Regions from separate parts of the Sus scrofa genome. Here all the other regions are linked to region 4. The links are chromatin contacts, called in public HiChIP or PLAC-seq and promoter capture Hi-C maps. All regions are on one chromosome and are shown on one strand. The core of a region is the stretch at or near the end of the contact, and the rest is flanking DNA. Distances in the headings are between cores, read along the strand shown. Region 1 holds the start of FGF11 (fibroblast growth factor 11). Region 2 holds the start of EIF5A (eukaryotic translation initiation factor 5A-1). Region 3 holds the start of KCTD11 (BTB/POZ domain-containing protein KCTD11). Region 4 holds the start of FXR2 (fragile X mental retardation syndrome-related protein 2). Region 5 holds the start of PLSCR3 (phospholipid scramblase 3).

Region 1 (5,115 bases), core at 2,034-4,533, 160 kb before region 4:
CACAGCAACGCCGAATCCTTAACCCACTGAGCGATGCCAGGGATCGAACCTACATACTCATGGATCCTAGTTGGTATCGTTAACTGCCGAGCCACGAAGGGAACTCTTGTCCCCATTATTGTTTGCTATTCAGATCCATCCTATTACACCTCCGCTCTAACTCCACGAGTTTGAGTGGGGTTGACCTGGGCTTGGAAAGACACAGAACAGTTTATCGCCATAGAAACTACAACTTCCATCAGGCACTTCTTCAACGGAACAGGAAAGGATGTGGGGGCGTGGCCCCAACGCCCTGGTAGCTTGGAAGACAAACTACAACTCCCAGGATGGCCTTGAGATCTCAGTCGAGCGAAAAAAAGGAGTGAACTCGGCTGGAGGCTGGGCGGGGCCCGAACCGCCCCGACAGCCTCCAGAAAGGGGCGTGATCGTAATTTAGGGGCGTGGCCTCGTGGGCAGCAGGAAGAAGTTACCTGTTGACTCGCTCTATCCATTTTTTTTTCTCCCCCGGCCCTTGCAGCTACCCGTAAGAGGGAAGCCGCAAACCACAAGCCTCTTCCGAAAAAGAGGTAAGGGGAGGTAGACAAGGGCGGCGGAGGAGACTGGCTATTGCATTCCGCAGGAGGGCTCCAACAGCTACTTTTTACCTGCTGAGTCAGGTGAACCGGTCCATCGGGGCGGGGACCAGCATATGAGAAAAGGAAAAGGACATAGGAGGTATTTATTTGTTCGTTTTCCAGACTAAATTTAGAGCCCTTCACCTGCAGACCCCAGTGCTCGGAAAAAGAGAAAAAACGGGGGCGACTTCTCTGCAGCAGAAGGAGAGACCTGTCTGGGCTTCCCTCCGTCGGTGTACCTCCTAGCCGCCCCCCCCAAAAGACAGAATGGCTTCCGCCGTCTGGGGGAGTGCTCCTTGGTGGGGCCCACCGCCCCCAGCCCCAGCCCGGCCGCTCACGGACATAGACTTCTGCTCTGGTGCCCAGCTGCAAGAACTAACCCAGCTGATCCAGGAGCTGGGTGTGCAGGAGAGCTGGAGTGACGGGCCCAAGCCGGGACCAGACCTCCTCCAGGCTAAGGACTTTGTTTTCTCTTTGCTGGGTAAGTAACCCTAACCTTTGGCAGCTCTCAGCCCCGCCCCGCCCCAGCTTTGGTTCACGCCCTCACGATCCCTTCTCTTTCCTTAGGTCTCATTCACCGTCGGGACCCTCGCTTTCCTCCCCAGGCAGAGCTCTTGCTGCTTCGTGGCGGAATTCGCGAGGGCTCCCTGGATCTGGGGCCTACGCCTCTAGGTCCCTACGCCCGGGGACCTCACTATGACACCGGCTTCACGCTCCTGGTGCCCGTGTTTTCACTAGACGACACTGGCAGGAGCTGCAACTGGACGTGGGATCCTGTTACGCATGGGTCTGCCTCCCAGAGCAGGTACGCGGAGCCTCCATCAGGGAGGCATGGCAGGATTGCCTAGGACCCCCAGTCCCCGGAGAAGGTGATTCCATCCACCCAACCCAAAGTGAAGAAAGTCTCAAGGACCCGAAAACCTCTGTGGACCAGCCGCACGGTGACGTCACTGATCCTGAGGCACACGAGTCTTTGGAAAAATCACCTAGTAACGTTTCAGTGCCAGAGTCGCCTCAGCAAGACGCAACCGATGTTGGCTTTCCCTCACCATTGAAAAAAACGAATGGTGACGTCACCAAAGCAGCCGACGTTAGCCCAATGCCACAGCCCCAGCCGTCGGAGGCTCGGGAGGCATGGCCCACATTGTGTCCCGCCCAGGTGGCTGCCTGGTTCTTGCTTCGCTGGCTGCGGTCGCTGAGTCCCTGCTCCCGGTCCCAGGTGCCCCGCGCTTGGTTCACGCAGCCCGCCACGCTGGGTACACCACCATCCTGCTGGCTACGCCCGGGCCCCCGCGCCGACTCCTGCTTTTCGACCTGATCCCTGTGGTGTCCGTGGCCGGCTGGCCCGAGGGGGCTCGGAGCCACTCGTGGGCCGGCCCGTTGGCCACGGAGTCGTCCTCCTTCTACCTGGTGCCCGGCGGCGGCGGCGGCGGCGGCACAGAGCGGCCAGAAGCCTCTGGCTGGCAGCTCTGCTTCGCCCGCCAGGAGCTGGCGCTCAAGGCGCGCATAGCCGAGCCGCTGCTGCAAGCGCACGCGGCAGCCCAGGCGCTGCTGCGCCCGCTGGTGGTCGGGACCCGGGCCGCAGCGCCCTACCTCCTGCGGACGTTGCTCTACTGGGCGTGCGAGCGGCTGCCCGCGCTCTATCTGGCGCGGCCCGAAAATGCGGGCGCCTGCTGCCTCGGGCTGCTGGATGAGCTGGGCCGGGTGCTCGAAGCCGGGACGCTGCCCCACTATTTTCTGAGTGGCCAAAAGCTCCGTGCAGGGGACGGCGCGGTTTCGCTGCTTGGGGCGTTGGCCCTGCTTCGCGGGGACCCTGCCCGGGCCCTGCGCGCCGCCGTGGAGGAGGCCAAGGCGGCGCGCAAGGGGGGCGGCTTAGCCGGCGTGGGAGGCGGGGCCCATTAAAGATGCTGCTCCAACTGGCCTGGAAAGTGCTTCTGTTGGCCAGCGGAATGTGGAGGGCACTGCTCTCCCCTCACCTGGGAGACAGGCTGAGCGCCCAGGTCCCAAAGAGCCCGTTCTAGAAGGCCTCCTCGTCGATTCCTCCCCATCCTCCCACCCTCCTCCTGGCACAGGTTCCATTCTGGCCTCTCCACTTTCCGGATCTGTGGCCAGCACCCCTCCTGCTCCCGTGCAGCCTTCGGGGCCGCCGTCTTCCCCCCCCCCCCCCCCCCAGTTCTTATGGTCTTTTCTCTTTGGAGTCAATATGGATGGGGGTGGGGGAAATTATTTGCTGACAAAACGTGGAAAAAAAGCGGTATGGAGACCAGGAGCTGACCAGTTTGAAAAGCGGAGTTGTTAAGGAGGCCAGATTTCACCCCAGGCTAGAACTCACCACCACTCCTATCTCTTCCGTTACTCCCCCCCCAACCCCGCCCTTTCCTCATCCAGCCGTCCTCCATCCCGTGTAGTAGGGTAGTAGGGTCCCTTTCTCCATTCTCCAGGCATCCGCCATTCCATCTGACGCCCAACCTCTCCCCCCATCCAGGGTTCCGTTCAGTGGAGTCGCCTTCTTGTCCCTCATCCTCTGAACCCCGAGACATGCGGCCTTGCCTCGGCTCCGCCTGCCTCTAAGGCCGTCCTCACTCTCAGCCACCAAGGAACCCCGGGGTTCCGCCCGCCCAGTTTCACCCCCCTCTTTCCCAGCGTCTCCGCCCCCTGCCCCGCCCCCGGGCCGGCTCTCCGAGGAGGGGGAGCTGCTGTCGCCGTCGCCGCCTCAGCTTCCCACAGCCGCTACCGCTGCCGCCGCTGCCGCCTCGCCGCTTGGTCCAGCCGCCAGGCCCAGTGCTCACTTCGCCCGACCAGGGCGCTCTGCGGAGACACCCTCACTCCTTCCTGGGGTCCGGGACGCCTAGCTGGGCGTGGGGGGAAGCTCCGCTTGCGGGGTACAGGGAGGGAGGAGCCTGGAACCGGAGCCAGCGCCAGCCGTCGCCGGATCGACAAGACAGGACAGGTTGAGGGGCGTCGGGGAAGGAAGAGGGGGTGTTATAGGCAGTCCCGGGGAGGACCAGGAAGCCCTGTCGCAGAAAGCTCCGATGCGCTCTTGACTTACAGGGGGTCTGCTCACATTTGGGGACCCGTGACAACGTGGGTGCACTCCTCTCTCGGGGGGCTGGTTGGATTGGAGGGCGTGGGATCTAAACAGCACCAGCTGTCCCCGAGGAAATTAAGGGGCTGCCAGAAAAAAAAGGAAAACCAAAAACCTATGCTCCTTATTCCGAGGTGACAGAGGGCCCTTCAGACAACCACCTGGTGTAACCACTAGGAAGGGCGGATTTGGAGGTGACTTCAAAAGGAGTGGAGGGTAACAAGGTGAGGAAAGGGGCTCAGCAGCTGGAACGCTGTGCCACTAGAAATGGGGGTGACTTGGTGAGAAATGGTTTTGTCCAGAGACAGGGCCTGGGAACCTCTTCACTGAACAGGGACAGTCTGGATATTTCCAGATATAGTTTTGGGGGATTCCAGTGGGGGGAAAAAAAGTGGGGGATTCTGCACTTCGTGGGTGGCAAAGGAAAAGACACCCGAGGTTGGGTTCTTCCCTGACATTGGCAGCACCCCAGCAGGAGTGAGGCGAGCTAATACCCCCCAAACTAAGGACCCACACACTTAAGATTGCAAGAGTGGATTTGGCTGGAGTGCAGGGCCTGAAACAGGGTGGGAAGGTGCCTGGGAATACTGAAACCGTAGCTTGGAAAATTTGAGGGTCTTGGCTTTGGGACAGGGGAAGTGGGGGACAGGGACACTGGAGATCAGGGAAAGGAGGAGTGTTCAGAAGGGGGACCAAAGTTGAGGGTGGGGTCCATTGAGAGGTGCAGAGGCTGCAAGGTCTGGCAGGCGGAGCTAGCGCCGGGCCCAAGGGTGGGAGCTGGTGCCAGGGGTGAGGGTCGTCTAGGGCTTATCCTCAGGTCCTCTGGGTGGGGCGGTGAGTCGGGACCGGAGCGTCAGGAGCATGTCCTGGTGAGCGAGCGGGCTTCTCTGGAGGAGCCCAGCGCGCTCCGGACGCCCGCCGGTTTGGGGGTGTCTTCTCCCGGGGCGCCATGGCGGCGCTGGCCAGTAGCCTGATCCGGCAGAAGCGGGAGGTCCGCGAGCCCGGGGGCAGCCGGCCCGTGTCGGCGCAGCGGCGCGTGTGTCCCCGCGGCACCAAGTCCCTTTGCCAGAAGCAGCTCCTCATCCTGCTGTCCAAGGTGCGACTGTGCGGGGGGCGGCCCGCGCGGCCGGACCGCGGCCCGGGTGAGTGGCTGGGGTGGGGTCTCCGGGCCTGGGGTCTCTCTGCCTGGGAGGTTGAGGCCAGGGACCCCGAAGAGCGGGGCCCGACTGAGGGGGGCTCCCGGAAAGTGAAAGGGGGTGGGCCAGGACCACAAAGTCTCGGCAAGACGATGCCGATGCCTCAGTTTCCCTTCTCTTCCCCCCGTAACCCCGAGTCTCCTTGTTTTCGAGGGCAGGGGGAGGGCTGGAGGGGCTAAGCCTGGCGCCCCGAAGCCTGGCAGCTCCGGCTGCCCCCCAC
Region 2 (5,007 bases), core at 520-3,019, 240 kb before region 4:
TTTGGTTTGGTTTGGCAGCGCCCCCAGCATGCAAAAGTTCCCAAGCGACAGCAGCGGCAACGTGTGCCAACTGCTAGGTCACCAGGGAACTCTGTGACTGATGTTCACCCATGTTGCAGCGTGTACCCAATACTTCATTCCTTTTTAGTGTGGAATAATATTTCATTGCATGGATGTACCATATTTTATTTATCCCTTCATCAGCTGATGGACATTTAAGTAGTTTATACTTGTTGCTGCTTATGAATAATGCTGCTTTGAACATGTGTGTGCAAGAATTTATAAACGGAGATGAAATTCACATAACATAAAACCATTTTTAAATAAACGATTCAGTGGTATTTAGTGCATTCACACGTTGTGCAACCACCACGTTTAATTCCAAAACATTTCATGACTCTAAAATAAAACCCCATGACCTCTGAACAGTTACTTCCCATTCCCCTTATCTCCAACATCTGGTGACCACCAATCTGCTATTTTTTTTTTTTTTTTTTCCCTTTTTGGCTGCATCCGCGGCATGTGGAAGTTCCCTGGCCAAGGATCCAACTCACGCCACAGCAGCGACCTGAGTCCCTACAGGGACGGTGCCGCATCTTTAACTCACTTTATCGCAAGAGAAGCCCCCAGTCTGCTTTTTGTTTCTATGTACTTACCTACTCTGAATATCTCTTATCAATGAAAGCATAAAGCATGTGACCTTTTTTGGCTTCTTAGCAAAATGTTTTCAAAGTTCATCGAGCTGGAGCATGCATTAACACTTCATTCCTTTTGGCGATTCATAGTCCATTACACACACATGCCACAATTTACTCATTCATCTGTTGACGGATGTTTGGGTTGTTTCCACCTTTAAAAAGTTTTTGACAAAAAAATTAATTAATTTAAAAAAAACACAATTTTTTTTAGGGCCACTCCTGGCATATCGAAATTCCCAGGCTAGGGGTCCGATGGGAGCTGCAGCTGCCAGCCTACACCACAGCCACACCAACATGGGATCACAGTCACATCTACCACCTACACTGTGGCTTGCAGCAATGCAGGATCCTTAACCCACTGTGTGAAGCCAGGGATCCAACCTGCATTCTCTCGCGGATACTAGTAGGTTCTTAACCGGCCGAGCCACAATGGGAATGAACCCCTTTGTTTCCACGTTTTGACCACCATGAATAGTGCGGCTGTAAACATTAGCGTGCAAGGATGTGAATACCTGTTTTTAATTTTGGAGGGAGGTAGATACCTAGGACTGGAATTGTTGGGTCATGTAATACATCTTTGACAAGAGCAGAAATTGGACTTTTAAACAATACTCTCAGGAAGACTGTTGTTGTTGTTTTCTCTCTCTCAAAGCAAATGCCATAAAACACAGAAAACTGAGTAGGAAGAGCTGGGGGTGATGATATTATATGCTACATAAATGTATTCATTCAAACGAGTGTTTGCAGTTTCCATCTAGCAGGTCACATCTCAAACAAAACAACCAGATTCCAAGCCCAGCTTAGTTGCTTGTCTTGTTACACAATTCTGTTGTCCACTTAGCTTACTGAAGCAATGAAGGCATACAGGTAGTGCTGAAAATCCTGGAACTGGAGAGGTAAGATTATAACCTTTCAGGAAAAGCAGCAGCTTTTTTCCCTAGAACGAGGGCCAGGTAAACTCATTCCGAGGGAGAGCATGTTTCTGGCTTCGCGGACACCTCCTAGGACTTAAAGAACGTCAGTGAAATCTGATACCCCACTCTTCATTACAGTGAACTTTTTCTAGGTTTGCTTGTAGACGACTGCTCTGGAGACGGCGGAGACTAGGTGGAGGAAAAAGAGAAATACCGTGTAAGTCTCTACATCTTAGGAATCAGAAGTAGAAAGGCCTCTGTGGAAACTACTGGGACCAACACGGACCAGGGTTTTAAACAAGATGGTGGCTGAGGGCAGGACCGCTCTATCTTCCCGCGCGAAACTCTATGGCAGAGCAGAAGCGCAGTTTAGAGAAGTGAAGCTGAGAAGGGTGGTAACCCGACCAGCACTAGCGCGCTAGGGCGGCTGGAATCGAAAGGGCTCTGCCGCGCATGTGCGGAACCGTGGGGGATGGGCTCAGAGACAAGGGGCCCACCCCACAGCACAAGTTTTCTGAAACGTGTGAGTCTTTTAAGACCAGCTAAAGCCGAAGTGGGGCGTTTCCTAAGACGCATGCGTTCTAGACAGAACCAGCAATACAGTGGCGTGGTCTTTTCAACGCCTGGCGTACAGACGACGTCTGAGGTGGAAGGGGCGGTCAGGATTCCCAACACGCATGCGCTTTGAGGCCGAGGCGTTTCCTTCAGAGGGTGTGGAGTGCGGGGCTCCTTACTGCGCAAGCGCAAGGACTGTCCGGTAGAGCTGGTGGTCTAACCCGGGGAGGGGAGAGGAGGTGGAAGGGCTTAAAAAACCGGGTGCGCCTGCGCGTTGTCTACCGGTGGGACGAGCTCAGGATTTGTGAGGGGCGGGGTCACGTATGCGCGTCATTGGATGGGTAGGTAGGAGGGAGGGTGGAGATCGGGGAGGGTCTGTGCGCTTGCGCAGTGCGGGGGTGGAGGGCGGAGGAGATAGGTAGCACGCTTGCGCGGCTGTCACAGGGCTGCTTGGTTGGTCAGTGGGGAGTCGGCGCCTGCGTACTAAGACCCGTGTGCAGCAGCAGCGGCGGCGGCGGTAGAGGCGGCGGCGGCGGCGGCGGCGGCAGCGGGCTCGGAGGCAGCGGTTGGGCTCGCGGCGAGCGGACGGGGTCGAGTCAGTGCGTTCGCGCGAGGTGAGAGCGAGCAGGGCGCGCGTGCGCGGAACCTTGGTTTGGGCCTGGGAGTAGAGATGGAACTGCGCGAGTGTCGGGGAGGGGGCAGAGGGGAGCGGCGGCCACCGCCGCACGGGGTTCGGTCGGGCAGCAGCGCGAGGTGCGGAGAGGCTCGGGCGCGCGCCCCGGTTGGCGCGCGGGGTGACGGTTGGGGCTGGCCGGGTGACGTTGGAGCGACGCAGGGCGGGGGACGGCGAGCCGCGAGGCCGCCACGCGGGAGAGGCCGCCGGGCGGCCACGCTGGGACGAGGGCCGGGGACCAGATCGGCCCGCCGGGGCAAGGGTACCTGGGCCGTTTAGAACCGGGAGCCGCGCGGCCACGTGAGGTGGGGGAGGGGGCTATTCGGTGAGAGGGCATGTGGGGGGGTTGGCGGCCAGCGAGGGGAGGGGAGGCGGCGTGGCTCCGGCCTGGCGCGGCCTTTGAGGAGGGGGCGCCCGCAGCACCGGAAGTGCCCCCACGGCAGCCTGCCCTCGGGGTCGGAGGCCGCATGGCCGAACGTGGACGGGGGCCGCATGGCAGCGCGGGGACCCCTCCCCCCAGGTCCCCGCCACCGGAAGCCCCGGGCGGCCACATGGTGGGCGGGAGCCGGCAACCCCCCGCGCGGGGAGAGCTAGTCCTCGCGGGCGCTTAAGGGGGCTTGGAATTTTGAGGAGTGCGAGTAGCCCGTGGCCCGGATCCTGATCACTCCGGAGAGCCGTCTGCGGGCATATGTTAGTGTTCTCTCCCCTCATGGGCCCCTGGGGCTTTTCCCCCATATCCTCCTGTGAAGCGAGGTGGCCAGCCAGGTGTAAGTGGCACTCTTCCGTGCTGGGAGGCCAACGAAATGGGGAAACTGAGAGCAGTTGGACGGGAGCCCAACTCTTCTCGGTCATGCCGACAACGGCTTAAAGTCCTGGGCAGATGAGTTACTCTGTGTGATAGGTGCTCTTCACCTTGTCACTGTCGTTCTCGTTGGGTCTGATTTGGGAGTTCCCGGCTTTAGAGTCCATAACTTTCCTAGCTTAGTATAATTTATTCTACTTTCTAACTACTACCAGCCTTTTGCTTTCATTTTATTGTCATTCACCACTCTTCACTCCCCCACTTTCTACTGACTGTACAGGCCCGGCCTGAAAAGCCGACAGGACTGATGCATCCTGGGAAAAGTGGGAGGGCCCTCGCGAAGAGGCTGGGTTCCTGGGTTCCCTTTGGGAAACCAGAGGTGTTTGGCAGGGAGATCTGTTAGAAAACAACTTTACTTTCTTCCCCTCGGCTGCATCTGCAAATGCATGTTGGAGAGGCGGGAATCCCCCAAAGAGGCCTTGTGGTTTCCTGTACCAATGACTGGCTCGTGTGTGGATAGGGTGGGGGGGGTGTAACAGAGACGGGTGGGGCTCCCTGTCCTCCGGTCTCCACCCCCCTCCCCTCCATTAGCCCCGCCCTTTTGCTGGCTCATAGCTGCTCACCTAATTATAGCCCTGGTTCTGTGTGGGGAAGAGGGGTGGTTGGTTTCACTGGCAAGTTACACCTGAGTCCTCCCCGTACTAGGAGGCAGGCCTTTGCCCATCTCAGAGATTTGGCATCCTAACGTCCTGGAGGTCTCCTATCCCAAGCCGCCCCTTTAGCTTTCATTTGCTGTGGGGATCCTGCTGATCTTCCGCCTGCATATACACACTAGTTCTGAGGTATTTTTGATCCCCGTCAGGATGTAACGTAGGAGCTTGTACCATACTATGCGGGTAATGGAATAAAGGGGGAGGAATGAAGTACTGTTTCCAGAGTAGAGTGGAATAGATTGGAGATCTGTGAACTCTGTCCTTACTGACCCTAGTTCTTTTCTTGACTCTAGTTGGAATCGAAGCCTCTTAAAATGGCAGATGATTTGGACTTCGAGACAGGAGATGCAGGGGCCTCAGCCACCTTCCCGATGCAGTGCTCAGCGTTACGTAAGAATGGCTTTGTGGTGCTCAAAGGCCGGCCATGTAAGATTGTGGAGATGTCTACCTCCAAGACTGGCAAGCACGGCCACGCCAAGGTTAGAATTTCACTTCCACATTTTGCCTTTCCCACAAGCTGTCATCCGTGCTGGCCCTCTACCTTCTTTAGCTCTTTTATTACTGTCCAGTTCCTGAGCTCAGCCCTTAGCCTGGAACACCTTTCAACTGCCACACCAGCATTCAGCTTTTTCCTTGGTTACTCTCCTGTGGC
Region 3 (4,931 bases), core at 1,996-4,495, 210 kb before region 4:
CTCCTGCGGTGGGGGGCGGGGGGAGGGCCTGGGATGGGAGGAGGGGACACTGTCCCCTTCTCCCCCCACTCCTTCCCTGACAGGCAAGAGAAGGAGGCCTGGATTCACGCCAAATACGTGGAGAAGAAGTTCCTGACCAAGCTTCCTGAGATTCGGGGGCGAAGAGGTGGCCGGGGGCCCCCAAGAGGGCAGCCCCCCGTGCCCCCAAAGCCGGGGAACATCAGGCCCCGGCCGGGGAGCTTCAGATCCAAGCCAGGTATAGGGGTGGTTGGGCTGGGCAGTCAGCGAGCGCCTGCTGTGTGCTTGGCGAGCTGGGACGCACAGGCTGAGGCCCAGGCCTTCCGCCTGAGAACAGGGGTGGGGAGGCCCACAGCAGCCCTGGTTTTACCAGGCAAGCGTTTCAGGGATTACTGTGGAGAATGAGAAGCACCGAGGGGGGGGCTGGGGGGGCTGGGCGTAGGCAGGGAGGGCTGTGCAGGGTGTCGAGTCAGGAGAAAGCTGGGAGGAGGGTGTGGGATTAGCGGGAACAGAGGGAGCCGGAGAGCCGAGGCCGGCCGTCAGCTCCCCGGACATCCCAGCCGGTCAGGGTGGTTGGACAGGAAGAGGGGAAGGAGGCTGTCTCTCCCGTGCACCCCAGGGGACCTGCCCACAAACACTCACACACACCCCTGTCACCTCCCGCCACAACCTCCAGCCCAGAAGGCCTCCCCAGAGTTGAGAAGTGACCTGTCCTATGACAGCATTCGGGGACTGCTGAGGGCTTTCTTCCCAGATTCAAGGCTGGTTCCCCTCACAGAGCCACCCTCTGAGGACCTGGGCAGCCTGCACCCTGGGGCCCTGCTCTTTCGAGCTGCTGGGCATCCTCCGTCCCTTCCCACCATGGCTGATGCCCTCGCCCACGGAGCCGATGTCAACTGGGTCAACGCGAGTCAGGAGAATGCCACCCCGCTGATCCAGGCCACAGCTGCTGTGAGAGTCTCGCCCACCTCCCCACCCCTCCTCCCCTCCCCTCCGCCTGACCCTGGTCCCCGCCCCTGCCCCTCTTGCCATCCCATAGGGGCTATAACCAATAGAGACTGGTTGCAAAGAGTGTGAGATTTGGAGGCCGACAAACCCGAGTTTGAATCCAGACTCCTACCATTTGCAGTTAGGAACCTCCCTGTGGCTCAGCTTCCTCATCTGTAAAATGAAGATAACATAGCTCATGAAGTCCTTCCATGAATCTAATGGACGAACACACGTAAAGAGCTAGAGCAGAGCCTGCCCTTCCCATCCCCGGCCTCTGAACGGACCCCACTCTAACCGATGCTCACATGTGCCTCTCAAAATGCCCCTCTCTGCTTCTCTCTGCAGAATTCTCTTCTGGCCTGTGAGTTTCTCCTCCAGAACGGGGCAAGTGTGAACCAAGCGGACAACCAGGGCCGGGGCCCGCTTCACCACGCAACCATTCTTGGCCACACCGGGTAGGGGGGGCAAGGATGACGGACGGCCTTGGGGCGGGGAAGGCCCCAGACGGGGCGAGGCGCTGGCTGAATGTGGCCGTCTCGTCCAGGCTGGCCTGCCTGTTCCTGAAACGTGGGGCTGATCTGGGAGCTCGAGACTCTGAAGGCAGAGACCCCCTGACCATCGCCGTGGAAAAAGCCAACGCTGACATCGTCACTCTGTGAGGACGCCTGGAGAGGCGGGGCTCGTGCTTGCACCCTCCCCTGGAGGCGGGGCTGAGGCGGAGACCCCCGCCTGCCGGGCGGGGCCCGGGAGGGGCGGGGCCAGCTCCTGGACCAGGCAGAGAAAGGATGCTCCAGGGATGGACTGAGGCTTGGAGAAGGAGGGAGGGCAGGGTCCGAGGAAGGGGACTTTATTCTGAGAGAGGCAACGTTCGTTAATATTGTCGTTAGGCATCTTTTCAACAAAACAGATGAATGAAACTCCCAACTCAAAAGATAGGAAGTTGGGGGGGTAGGTTGTTAAGAGAATGTCATTCATTCCTTAATTCCCTTCCCTACAGGCTCCGACTGGCAAAGATGAGAGAGGCCGATGCGGCCCAGGGCCAGGCTGGTAAAGTACCCCCCACCCCCGCCCCCACACGACACTGTAACTCTGGGCTTCTGGTCGCTGGTGACCTGTCCCCAACCCCCTGTGCTCAGCTTCTTTGGTTAATTACATTATTTAGTCAACAGATATGGATGGGGCACATCCTACGCGCCAGGTCCTTGAAACAGAGCAAAGAATAGGCGAGGGCGCTGCCCTGACAGCGCAGATGTCCCCTCCACCCACGCTGGAAGCGCGTGCTCTTACCAGGCCGGGCTGTCCCCATTGTGCGCTTCAGTGCTAGCGCCCAGCCACCCGGCGTCCCAGCCCTTCCTCCCTCCCCTCAGGAGATGAGACGTATCTCGACATCTTCCGAGACTTCTCCCTCATGGCATCTGACGACCCCGAGAAGCTGAGGCGGCGCAGTCATGACCTCCACACGCTATGATCTCAGACCGTCGAGGGCCCCGCACCGGCTACTCCTCCCCTCCGCCCCTTCGCCATTAAATCCTCTGTGCCTTGCTCTTCAAAGTTCATTTACTGGGCAGCCCCTTCAGGCTGGCAAGGAGTTGGGCGTTGCGTCTCTTGGGGTGCAGGAGCGGCTGGGAGTTTGCGAGCTTGAGTCACACGAGGGGCGGAGGGGCGAACAAGGGGAACAAGAAGAGGGAGCTTCGGCCTCAGTCTGAGAGTCGCGCGGGGCACGTAGGCTCAGGCGACGTGGCCAGACCCATCCGGGTGGGGAGAAGCCGCTCGCGTGGGCTGGGCCCGGCCTTCCCTTGGGGGTGCTGGCATATGGCTGGGATGGCGAGGCTGGCTCAGGCCACCCCGGCCCAGGCCCGGAGGCATCCCTGGAATGCGGCGGCTCAGCACCCGCCCCCTCGGGAATTCCCTGCGGAGCGACTGGGAAGGAACTGGTCCCCAGCCCCCGACGGCCAGGCTTCGGTTTCCGGAGCGGCGAGATAGGAGGGGCCGGCTCCAGCCTAGATGCAGACGTGAGGTCTAGCACACCTGGGGGCCGGCGGGGCCGTCGCAGCCACATCCGGAACGACGCGCCTGAGTCACCCGCAGGACCCCACCCCCGCTAGCGTCCGCCTAGCCAGCCCGTCCGCCCCGTCTCTCCGGTTCGCCGCTCTCGGCTCCCACCACCACCCAAGCCGCGCTCGCCCGGCGGGGGCGGGGGGCGGGGCGCCCAGGGGGCGGGGCTGCCTCTTAAAGGGCCCCCGGCCGCTGCCCTTAGGCCACTTCCTGGGGGCGGAGAGGACTTCAGCGGCTGCGACGACACTGGGGGAAGGCGGCGGCGCCCGGTCTCGAGACTCCCGGCTGCTTCCATCGGAGTCCTTGGACACTGCCAGCTCGGACTGAGCGTGCATCCTCGCTCCCCAGCGGACACAGAGGAGCCTCCGGTGTCGGCTCCGGTCAGCCCCTCCTCCATCTCCTGGAACCCGCGCCGGAGCCAGGCCAGGCCCGGCCTCCGACTGGCTCCCGGAGCTCTGCATCGACTCGCCCGGAGCGACAGCGCTCTGCCCCAGAGCTCAGAAACCTGACCCTTCAAAGAGTCGGCCTTGTGCTCGCCACCGTCACCTGCTGGTTGGATTTCGGAAACCCACTGTCTGAAGACCACATAGAGGAATCGCTGACCCCCGGAATCGGACCTAAATCTCTCGTCCCTCTCTGGCTTCCCTCTGCTGTTTTTATCCGTTCTCCCAATCTTTCCGGAATTTCTGTGCCCAGAACCCTCCCCCACCACAGTAGCTGGAGTGAGCCCCACATCTTGCTGCCTTGTACTCCAATTTGTGCCTCCGACCCAGAGACTGCCTGAACTTTACGCCCCAGTTCTGCACACACCCAGGAAGTTCCGCCTTTTCTTCTCTTTCGGTGTCCCCAGTACTCCTCAAAATTTCCCCTCCTCCTGTGCCCTCTCCGCCCCCCGCCTTTGGGGGCCCTGTGACCCTGAATGTGGGGGGCACGCTATATTCCACCACTTTGGAGACGCTGACTCGATTCCCAGACTCCATGCTGGGGGCCATGTTTAGGGCCGGTACCCCCATGACCCCCAACCTCAGTCCCCAGGGAGGTGGCCACTACTTCATCGACCGAGATGGCAAGGCCTTCCGGCACATCCTCAACTTTCTGCGGCTGGGCCGCCTGGACTTGCCCCGTGGATATGGGGAGACGGCGCTTCTCCGGGCAGAGGCTGACTTTTACCAGATCCGGCCTCTCCTGGATGCCTTGCGGGAACTAGAGGCATCTCGGGGGACCCCGGCACCCACAGCCGCCCTGCTCCACGCAGATGTAGAAAGCAGCCCCCGCCTGGTGCACTTCTCCGCTCGCCGGGGCCCGCACCACTATGAGCTGAGCTCTGTCCAGGTGGACACCTTCCGGGCCAACCTCTTCTGCACCGACCCCGAGTGTCTGGGTGCCATGCGGGCCCGATTTGGTGTGGCCAATGACGACAGGGCGGAGGGAGGCCCACACTTTCGTCTGGAGTGGGCCCCCCGCCCCTCGGAACTCCCGGAAGTGGAGTACCAGAGACTGGGGCTGCAGCCCCTGTGGACTGGGGGGCCAGGAGAGCCACGGGAGGTGGTGGGCACCCCGAGCTTCCTGGAGGAGGTGCTGCGGGTGGCCCTGGAGCACGGCTTCCGTCTCGACTCCGTCTTCCCTGACCCCGAAGATCTGCTCAACTCCCGATCTCTGCGCTTCGTTCGGCACTAAGAACTGAACTGGGAACGCTGCCCTCCGTTTGACCGGGGCGGGGGGGAAGGGGAAAAAGAAGGGGGTGCCAAAAGGGATGAAGGCTCTCCTGAGGCCTCTTCCTGGCTCTGCTTGGGGAGCTGTGAGAGTCAGGAGTCCCACTGCACCTGACTGGAGCCCAGATATGGGCAGCAATCCCCAAACCAGAGCCC
Region 4 (5,122 bases), core at 309-2,808:
TCTTATAGGAGGAAAAGCTTGGGGGAAATTGAAGGAAAGGGGGGCTCTTCTCCTCAAAAGTGATGTTACAAAAAGGTATCTCTGAGCTTGCTCCTCAGGGTAAAAGAAAGACTAAGACAGGAATCAGGAAAGTCTCTGGAACAATTGCAGGCATAAAGTCCAAAGAGGTTCAAAATAACAAGAGTAAGATCAGTCACATAAAGAAAAATGCCTGAGAGGCAATTGGGGTCTCCCTCTGGCTTAATCTAAGTGGGAAAACCCCTCCTACAAAAAAAAAAAAATGGATTCAGAACAGATAAAGAAGGCGATAATAAAAGGAGTTCTAAAAAACCAAATCCCAGGCAACGGAGGGAGCTGAAATAAGTAAACAATGATCTTTTAAAGATAGTCAGCTGCTCCTAAAAAAAAAAAAAAAAAAAAAAAAAAAGGAAAGAAAGAAAAAAAAAGGCTATCAGATTCCCAAATTGGGTGAGTTGGCTAAAAGTCTTCCAGAAGTGGAAAGAAATGCTTTAAATAAACAGAGAATCCTCATGAGAGCCCCTTTTAGAGATCAGGGCTATGAAGCTCACACTCCTTAGGATGAAACTATCCGAAGGATCTAAATGTATCCGAGGTCAAAGTGAGATGACAAACACAAAACCACCCCTAGGGAGAACGGTAGACCAGCTAATCTTGGAATAAAGGGGTGGGGTGAGAGACTTGTGAAAAGATGCCACCTTATGGCTACGAGGCAACTTGACTGGTACAGCCCAGAGTTCCTGAGGTCAAAGATACTAAATGTCATAAACAGATTCTGACCGTTTCTCCTTGGGTTGGGAACAGAAATATAAGATGAAAGTGGGGTGAGTCTTTCAGAGCCAGTAGGCAGAGGCCTCTCCGAGGAAGATGAAAGGATCTAATATGGGACGGCCTTCCCAAGGGGGCAATAGGGGAGAATAAAGAGAATTCTCCATGTGCTAGGACTGTGGGGAAGACGTGATGAAGATCTAAGGTATGTCTTCTACTAGGAGACAGGAAAAGTCAATGAGACGCTGGGTAAATGGGGTCTCTTCTGGGAGGTGGGGGGGGGGCGCTGATCTAAGCACAATTAATACCCTGATGTTCTTTCCTGAGATGCGGGTGAAGGCAGGCGGAATAGACGGGCCAAACATAAGACGAAGGGGTTTAAGTTCCAGAGGTCTCCCCCCCCACCACCCCGAGGGCTGCGGGTGGGAGCAGGTCTAAGGCTCTAAGGGTCGGGGCTTAGCTCCAGAACCTCAATGCCGCCCCACTCTTCCCCGCTCCGGCTGGAGAGAAGGGGCTGAAGACCCGCGTTCCTGGCCGGCGCGCCGCCTCACCTTGTAGAAGGCCCCGTTGGAGCCGCGCACCTCGACGGGCAGTCCCGGCTCCACATCCCCCCCGAGGCCAGGCCGCCCATGGCGCCGCCACCGCCTCCGACTCCCCCGGCGGCGGCTGCAGCAGCGCTCTGAGTACGGGCCGGGCCAGGTCCCCGGCGTCTCCCCGGAGGAGGAGCCGGAGGGGGAGCCGCGGGGGGCGGGAGCCGGGCCGGCCCCACGGCGGCCCTGCCACAGCCAACGAGCAGGGGGCCGGGGCCGGGCCGCTCCCCGTCCGCCGCCGCCGCCTTGGTCTCCGCCACCGTGAGGGAATCGGCCGCCGCCGCCGCTGCCTTCGTCACCTCAGCTTCCGCCCGCCGCCGCCCCCGCTGCTGCCTCAGTCCCGGGACCCGCTGCTGCCGCTGCCGCTCCACGGCCTCCACCTCCCCCTGCCGCCGCCGCCTACTGCGCAGGCGCACCGGGCACCCGCCCGCCGCGCGCGGGCCCCGAGGGCCACGGCGCAGGCGTCAAGGCTGGCGACCCAGCTCGCGCTCGCCAGCGCACCAGGGCTTCCACACTTCTTTTCACTCTCTCGCGCCCCCTCCTGGTCGCGTACTTGCGCTTGCGCAGAACCAGACTGGCTCTCTTTCTCCGTCCCCCCCACCATTCCACCGCCCCCATCTCTTCCTTTCCCCGCCCCACAACACTGAGAGCTAACCAATCATGGGGAGGGAGGGACCGAGCTCACTCAATCGGATTGGATTTCTGCTGCTCCAGGTCAGACCACACCCCCTTCACCACAGTGCACTCCACCGGGCTTGAACAAGTTAGGGATGGGCATGCGCCTGAATGATTGCTTGGTCACTTTCCCCACCTTTGTCTTTCTTGGTGCGCACGCTCCAAATGGGAAAAAAAAAAAAGTCGAAATGCCCCCCCAAAAAAGAGCCTGGTGCGCATGCGCCGGGTTTTACGGTCCACACGCCAGTCTGGACTCTTCTGATCGCCTGTAACTGTGCGATGAGGTTAAAGTCTTCTTGCCTTAAGAAGATTCTGATCATGCATATGATGAAAGGTTAGAAAAGAATTTCAAGGCAGTACCAAAAGGCAAATGCAACTTAGGTTATTAGCACAAGATTTGAATCTAAGTGTTGAGGATATTCAAAATAGGAAATATTAGTACAGAGAAAGGATGGTAGAGGGAAAACTTTGGATTCTTAAACCAAGGTAAGTAAGAAATTTAGGTAGAAGTGAATAAAATAGCCCAGAAACTAGAATCCTGTGTTGTACAATTAATCATTTAACAAATATTTATTTAGCCCTCCCTGTGTTCCAATTACTGTGTTAAGTGGTAAAGATACAAAGACATAACGTCCCCAAAACAAGGATTTTATAACATATTGAGGAAGAGGCAGGCAGTTAAACAAGTTTAAACAAACAAGCGCATGGAGTCCATCTGAAGATGTGATAAAGGAATACAGTGGTGCAGAGGAGCAGAAAGAACATGTCCTTTGGGGAACCACAACTAGTTCAGAGCGTTTGGCTACACCCTGAAGTACTTGTAAATCAGATTATGGAGAATAGCTCTCTTTTATCAAAACTGGGGAGCCACTGAAAGATCTTAAGCAGTAGTATAATATCCTAAGATTTAGGAGTTCCCATCGTGGCTCAGTGGTTAAGGAATCCGACTAGGAACCACGAGGATGAAGGTTCGATCCCTGGCCTCAATCAGTGGGTTAAGGATCTGGTGTTGCCATGAGCTGTGGTGTAGGTCACAGACTTGGCTCGGATCTGGCGTTGCTGTGGCTGTGGCGCAGGCCAGTGGCTACAGCTCTGATTAGACCCCTAGCCTGGGAACCTCTATATGCTGTAGGTGCGGCCCTGAAAAGACCAAAAAAAAAAAAAAAAAAAAGAGTGCCGGAGACAGTAACTAGGGTGGCAGAAATGGTAGATTATCAGCAGTGATTCTGATAAGGAGAGAATTAGAGGAAATCAGTGGGTTTGGACTCAAGCAATTCGAGTGACTGAATTTTTTTTAGAAATGGCAGCATCATCAACTTCCAAGCCTCTGGCTCCAACAGTCCTCTCAGATTTGACTTTTGCTCTTTTCCATCTGCTCTAGTCATTGTTCACTTAGGCCAACGATGGGAGTGGGAAAGGGGGAAAACAGCATTTCAGATGGAGGAATGGCATGTGCAAAGAGAAGAGTACAGTGTATTTGAGATACTGAAGAGTCTAACTTGGTCAGAACTGACTTGCCGAGGAAATATGGCTGGACTAATATTTTAGGTAATGGAAGTTTTCTTGTGGAGCAGTGGGTCAAGGATCTAGCACTGTCATGCAGTGGTTGGGTCACTGCTGTGGCACTGGTCCGATCCTTGGCCTGGGGACTTCCATGTGCCACAGATGCAGCCAAAAAAACAAAATTTCAGGAGTTCCCATCATGGTGAAGCAGAAACAAATCCAACTAGAAACCATGAGGTTGTGGGTTCTATCCCTGGCCTCGATCAGTGGGTTAAGGATCCGGTGTTGCTTGTGGTGTAGGTCACAGATGTTTCTTGAATTTGGCATTGCTGTGGCTGTGGTGTAGGCCGGCAGCTAAAGCTCGGATTGGACCCCTAGCCTGGGAACATCTATATGCCGTGGGTGCAGCCCTAAAAAGACAAAAAGACCAAAAAAAAAAAAAGCTTCAGACAGTAGAGGTGTGGGCCAGAGCCTGGAAGGACTGGCCAGAGGTTTGGATTTTGTTTTCTTCTTTCTTTTTTTTTTTTTGGTCTTTTGTCTTTTCAGGGCTGCACCCTGGGCATACAGAGGTTTCTAGGCTAGGGATCTAATCGGAGCTACAGCTGCCGGCCTACGCCACAGCCACAGCAACGCAGCATCCTTGACCCACTAAGCGAGGCCAGGGATTGAACCAGCAACCTCATGGCTCCTAGTTGGATTCGTTTCTGCTGCACCACGACGGGAACTCCAGTTTTCTTTTTTCTTTTTCTTTTTAGGGCCACACCCACGGAACTATGAAAGTTCCCAGGCTTGGAGTCGAATGGGAGCTACACTGCTGGCCTGTAGGTGGAATCGGAGCTACAGCTGCTGGCCCACAGCCACAGCAACTCAGGATCTGAGCCTACTGCAGCCTGCTGTAGCTCACAGCAACACCTCGCTCCTTAACCCACTGAGCAAGGCTAGGGATCCAACCCACATCCTCATGGATATTAGTCAGATTCATTTCCGCAGAGCCACAACGGGGAACTCCCCCAGAAGTTTGGATATGGTGCTAAGAGCAGTGGGAGCCTGGGAGCCATGATAGGATTTTCAGCTGGCTTGTGTTTAAAACGAGATTACTCCAGTTGGACTGTTCAGGGTATGTCAACAGAAAGGCCCAGCTTGCATTAGGCTTGTAAATACTAGAGAGACTGGGAGAAAGATAGGAAGATGGATAGATTGATGATTTGATAGATACTGAAACTGGGGATTAAATCAAAGTTTATGGATTGAATGTTGAGATTGGTCCCAGACTCACTCCTCACCCAGCTCTGAGATTACCTATTACCAGGCTTACACCCTTCAGGGCAGGAGTCTGTGGTGTAGGTTGCAGATGCATCGTGGATCTGCCTGTTGATGTGGCTGTGGCGTGGGCCGGCAGCTACAGCTCCAATTGGACCCCTAGCCTGGGAACCTCTGTATGCCATGGGTACGGCCCTAAAAAGACCAAAAAAAAAAAAAAAAATTAACAGAGAAGGATGAGTACCTAGGTTCTAGGGAACAAAGCTGTCACCCCAAAAGAGGGGCAAAGGGAGTCCCTAGGATGGATT
Region 5 (4,637 bases), core at 2,114-4,613, 180 kb before region 4:
GTGTTCATTTGGACTTGCAGGTTGGCAGGGCGAGTTGCACATGTTAGCAAGTTAAATCTGTGCCTGCTCCAGGGCCTGGGCTCAGGAACTCAAAACACAGCAGCCACACGGGCCCAGCTCACAGTGCACTCAATAACCATCCTGCACCCTAAATCCAGCCTGGCCTTGAATCCCACCACCCCCCAATACACAGTTGCAGTAACAATCGGCACTGGCCCTTAAGATGAAACCCTCTTCGCCGTATTTTTTTTAAGACCATGGGCCAGACTATTTCTGAGTAGAGGAAAACCGGAAATATGGTAGGCATCACAGGGGATTTGGACTGATGGGCTCGTGCCCATTCTGTCGGCCATCCTGCCTCACGGTTCATCTTGGCTTATGAAGGGCTCAGATCTCCCCTTTTTCCTGATACCTCAAAGTTGGTGTCTGTGCCACAGCCACAGGTCCAGCAGGGGCCCACTACTCGCAAAACCGTCTGGCGATCAGCATCCTGAATGGAGAACTTGGGGAGGAAGGGATGCCAGGTCTGTAGAACATGGCCAATGGTGGTGCCCGGTGGAGACTGTACTTCCATCTGGAGCGAGAGGCAGACAGGGTCACTGCCCAACCAGGGCGCCTTGGCCCAAACGCTCACCAGTCTACTTTTATCACCTGTCTCTCTCCCCTCTTAAGACTTCCCATCCCCTTCGCTAGACTACCTGTCACGCTCCTCTCTAGACCTCCCATCCCACCTGCTGGCCAACTTGCACTTGAGGCACCACTCTCCCCATGCCTCCTCCCGGGTCTTGCTCCCATCACTGGCCGCCCCCAACCCGAGTCTCTCCCTGGCCGCATCCTTCCCCACCCACCTCCTGGAGGCCGCACGGACAGCAGCTGCAGCCACAATGGAGAGGGCGGAGCAGGCGGAGCACCTCTCGGTCCCCGGGGTCCACCAGGCGGACTCGCAGGGGCCGACGGGCGCCACAGCACAGACGAGCACAGCAGTTGCTCTCCTCTGCAGCCTGACCTAGGGGCTGTCCGGCCCCCGAGCGCAGTTCGTACCGGTTACAGGTCTCCCAGCCCAGGAGCGCTGCCAAGGGGTGACACGCTGAGGCTCAGGCACCACTGGACCGAGAGCCCACGATCTGCCCCCATCACGAGGCCCAACCTACTCCTCCTTCCACTCACTTTCCACCCGCTCAGCTTTCTGGTGAATCAAGATCTGATCAATCTGGAAAGAGAGTAGGGGCCGCGCAGACGTCAGCTGGAGGATCGAGACGCCTGGGTACCCCCCCCGCCCCCTCACCCCTCCCTCCCTTCCTTCCACTCACCTGCACCAGGAATTCGAGGCCGAAAGGCACCCCGGGCACTGGCAAGAAGGGGGCAGCTGGCCCCGGGGCCGCAGGGCCGGGCGAGGGGAAGAGAGCAAAGCCGGGCGCTGGGGCAGGCACGTGGGCAGGCACTGGCGCCTGGCTGGGCCCGGGCCCAGGATGCAGCGCCGGCTCCGGGTACCCAGCGGTCACAGGATAGGGAGGTGGGGGCGAAGGGGCGTAGCCCTTGGGGGGTATGTAGCCTGTGGGGGGACAGGAGTAGGTTAGAAGGGGCCTCCCCACCTCACCCCTCTACCCCTTAGCCCGCGGGCTGCCAGGCTGAGTGGAGGGAAATGTGGTGGCAAGAGACGGAGAAAGATGGGGCGGGGGAGCAGGGCGGCGGCTTCCTGGGAGGAAGGGAGGGGCCCCACACAGCCAGTCCGAGCACATTCCCGGAGGATGCGTCCGACACTGGGCTCCCAAGTCCGTGAGGGGATAACGGAGACCCTCAGCCTTGCACCCACTTACCTGCCATGGGAGACGGGGGAGGGTTCGCGGGATGTCGGTGTCCCGGAGGCTTAGTTCTAGAAGTGGAGGCAAGCTCGGAGACAGCCAGACAGACACAGAGACAGACACAAAGACGGACAGGCAAACGCGGAGAGGCAGCTGCGCCCACCGCCGGCCCAGGGTCTCCAGGGCGGCGCGTCTGACTCGGGGAGAAACCGAAAGTGTCAGCGGGCAGGGCGGAGGCCCTGGGACCCTGGTTTCCCTCAGGGGCCCCAGAACCGCCCCCTCCCTTTGTTCTCCCATTCTCCGCGGAGGCGGCTGTTGGCAGACGGCAGGCAGATGGGCCCGCGGTCAGACCGACGGCCCGACCTCGAGGGAGGTCTCCGGACCCCTCAGCGCCCCCAGCTCACCTGAAGCCCCTAGAACAGCCGGGGCGCCCAGCGCTCGGCGGCTCGGGGAGCTAGGGGAGGCGGGCCCGGGAACTGGCTCCGCCCCCGCCCCTACCAGACCCCGCCCCTCCCGGCCTGAGCGACACGCCTGCGCAGAAAGAGTGCCGGCTCTCCTGCGGGGCCTCGGTCCCCAGGCCCCTGGCTCCGCGGCTTGGCGAGCGTCCCCGCCACTTCCGCTCGATGCAGAAGCCCAGAGAGAAGCTCGCCTGGGAGGGCAGCTGGGTGAGACCTAGCTCTGCGACCCTTGCCAGGTCCGCGGGCGCAGAGTCCTCAGTGCCCCTTGGTGGGAACGAGGGCGGCTTGCGCGGCGCTGGACCCTAGGCTCCTCCTCCCGAGGGCGGTTCGGGCCTCGCTGACGCAGCGGAACACCCTGAACACTCATCCGTTGGCTCCTAGGACCGGCTCCTGGCTCCCCTTCTGCCTCCCTGGGACTACCTCGTCAGTCTCCTCTCCCTGACGCAGCAGTGACCCCCAAAGACACCTTGAAATTACAGCACTTCCTTCAGGCGCCCCCAGCCACTCGGGGGACAGGCCACCGGACTGTCAGTAATGATGTAAAATGAGGCTCAGCGGGAGCAGAGGAGGCAGCGCTGTCAGCAGGGAAGGCTTCCCCCAAGAAGAGTCGCATCCTTCGCTTGCTCTGGGTCCTGAGCCCAGGCCCGCAGGTGTGAGGAAGTTCTGCGCCTCAGGGCGCTATAGGCTGAGTGACAGGAGATGAGTTTAGAGAGGGAGTCCGGCCCACGGGCCCAGAAGGCCTTGTGCGAGCTGGGATTTGGCCCCAAAGGCAGCAGGGAGCCCACTGAAGGATTTTCAGATGGAGGGAGAAAGTCGAATGTTTTAGAAAGCCATTTAAACACACGAGAGGCACCCAGTGTGGGTTGTAGTAGTCTGGGGAGAGGATGGCTGTGATAGTGTGGGTGGACAAAAGTGGCAGATTTTAGAGATATTTAGATAATAATATAGAAGTTTTTGAGGAGATGAGATGTGGAGGTGAGGAGTTCAGGATGACCTCATGTGTCTGGTGACCAGTAGATGGAGGTCTCATCCGTCAAGATGATCATGGGGAGGGAGTTCCCGTGGTGGCTCAGGAGGTTAAGAACCCAGCTGGTATCCATGAGGACTTAGGTTTGATCCCTGGCCTCACTCAATGGGTTAAGGATCCGACATTGCCTGATTGTGGTGGTGTAGGTCACAGGCTCAGCCTGGATCCCACATTGTTGAGGCCATGGAGTTGGCCCGCAGCTGTAACTCAGATTCAACCCCTAGCCTGGGAACGTCTGTACACCACAGGTGCGGCCCTTAGGAAAAAAAAAAAAAAGGAAGGAAAGAAAGGGAGTTCCCATCGTGGCACAGTGGAAACGAATCCAACTAGGAGCCATGAGGTTTCAGGTTTGATCCCTGGCCTCGCTCACTGGGTTAAGGATCTGCTGTTGCCATGAGCTGTGGTGTAGTTCACAGATGCTACTCCGATCCTGGGTTGCTGTGGCTGTGGCGTAGGGCGGCGGCTACAGCTCTGATTGGACCCCTAGCCTGGGAACCTCCCTATGCCGCAGATGCGGCCCTAAAAAGACAAAAAGATGAACATAGGGAGAAGCAGATTTGGTGGTTCCTTTTCCCCATGTCCATGTTCTGGGCTGGTCCAACAGCTTCAGTCATCATCTGCATCACACTCAAGTGCCTCGCCTCTCCCCTGGTACCCTTCATTGCCTCATATTCTAGCCAGCCCCAACTATGCAGCAGCCTCCACCAAAATGTACAAACACATAGAAATTCCATTATTCAACAGAGATTAAGTGAGCACCAACTATATTTCAGACAGCATTTAAGGTGATAGGAAAATATAGCAGTTTTTCAAAAAATTAAAATTTCTAATCTTAGAGAAGAGACAGATAATGTACCTTAGATACATCTAAAGTCAGACAGTGACAGGTTCTATAAAGAAAAATGGAGCAGGTAAGAAAGATAGAGAATGGTGGACAGGAGTTGCAATTTTCTTTGGCCACCACACTCATGGCATGCGGAAGTTCCTGGGTCAGGGATTGAACCTGAGCCACAGCAGTGACAATGCTGGATCCTTAACTGCTAGGCCACTAGGGAACTCTCTCTCTCTCTCTTTTTTTTTTTTTTTTTTTTGGTCTTTTTGTTGTTTTAAGGCCACACCTGCAGCATATGGATGTTCCCAGGCTAGGGATCTCTCTCTCTCTTTTTTTTTTTTTTTTTTTTTTTTTTGTCTTTTTGCCATTTCTTGGTCCGCTCCCACAGTATATGGAGGTTCCTAGGCTAGGGGTCGAATGGGAGCTGTAGCCGCCAGACTACACCAGAGCCACAACAATGTGGGATCCAAGCCGAGTCTGTGACCTACACCACAGCTCACAGCAACACTGGATCCTCA

The links. Promoter capture Hi-C pulls out the DNA fragments that hold promoters and counts their contacts. HiChIP or PLAC-seq counts read pairs in DNA pulled down with a chosen protein or histone mark.
Region 1: a contact with region 4 is called in an H3K27ac HiChIP or PLAC-seq map of alveolar macrophages. The contact joins the promoter of FGF11 here to the promoter of FXR2 in region 4. A contact is called at or near these places in 2 of 2 datasets of contacts at active chromatin or transcription factors (alveolar macrophages and skeletal muscle).
Region 2: a promoter capture Hi-C map of liver shows a contact between it and region 4, with 4 times the contacts expected there. The contact joins the promoter of EIF5A here to the promoter of FXR2 in region 4. A contact is called at or near these places in 1 of 5 promoter capture datasets (liver), 3 of 47 Hi-C or Micro-C datasets (heart right ventricle, liver and skeletal muscle) and 2 of 2 datasets of contacts at active chromatin or transcription factors (alveolar macrophages and skeletal muscle).
Region 3: a contact with region 4 is called in an H3K27ac HiChIP or PLAC-seq map of alveolar macrophages. The contact joins the promoter of KCTD11 here to the promoter of FXR2 in region 4. A contact is called at or near these places in 1 of 47 Hi-C or Micro-C datasets (heart right ventricle) and 2 of 2 datasets of contacts at active chromatin or transcription factors (alveolar macrophages and skeletal muscle).
Region 5: a contact with region 4 is called in an H3K27ac HiChIP or PLAC-seq map of alveolar macrophages. The contact joins the promoter of PLSCR3 here to the promoter of FXR2 in region 4. A contact is called at or near these places in 1 of 47 Hi-C or Micro-C datasets (embryonic fibroblasts) and 2 of 2 datasets of contacts at active chromatin or transcription factors (alveolar macrophages and skeletal muscle).

Annotation. Positions count from the first base shown.
Region 1 is chr12:52,738,807-52,743,921 of Sscrofa11.1, forward strand. It overlaps FGF11 (fibroblast growth factor 11), which reads left to right and starts at 3,284. Exons shown (of 5, transcript XM_013981311.2): 1 at 3,284-4,841. The coding sequence starts at 4,649. TMEM102 (transmembrane protein 102) reads left to right here and starts at 136. Exons shown (of 9, transcript XM_021067827.1): 1 at 136-1,095; 2 at 1,182-1,360; 3 at 1,363-1,786; 4 at 1,789-3,564; 5 at 3,834-3,923. The coding sequence starts at 882. The coding sequence ends at 2,516.
Region 2 is chr12:52,657,271-52,662,277 of Sscrofa11.1, forward strand. It overlaps EIF5A (eukaryotic translation initiation factor 5A-1), which reads left to right and starts at 1,770. Exons shown (of 6, transcript XM_021067817.1): 1 at 1,770-1,829; 2 at 4,649-4,834. The coding sequence starts at 4,670.
Region 3 is chr12:52,694,910-52,699,840 of Sscrofa11.1, forward strand. KCTD11 (BTB/POZ domain-containing protein KCTD11) reads left to right here and starts at 3,246. Exons shown (of 1, transcript XM_003358250.5): 1 at 3,246-4,931. The coding sequence starts at 4,042. The coding sequence ends at 4,740. ACAP1 (arf-GAP with coiled-coil, ANK repeat and PH domain-containing protein 1) reads left to right here. Exons shown (of 25, transcript XM_021067819.1): 20 at 84-256; 21 at 797-969; 22 at 1,354-1,463; 23 at 1,553-1,663; 24 at 2,006-2,055; 25 at 2,376-3,837. The coding sequence ends at 2,476.
Region 4 is chr12:52,901,699-52,906,820 of Sscrofa11.1, forward strand. It overlaps FXR2 (fragile X mental retardation syndrome-related protein 2), which reads right to left and starts at 1,559. Exons shown (of 17, transcript XM_003131974.5): 1 at 1,338-1,559.
Region 5 is chr12:52,721,207-52,725,843 of Sscrofa11.1, forward strand. PLSCR3 (phospholipid scramblase 3) reads right to left here and starts at 3,364. Exons shown (of 7, transcript XM_021067824.1): 1 at 1,818-3,364; 2 at 1,311-1,552; 3 at 1,168-1,210; 4 at 849-1,069; 5 at 413-574. The coding sequence starts at 1,824.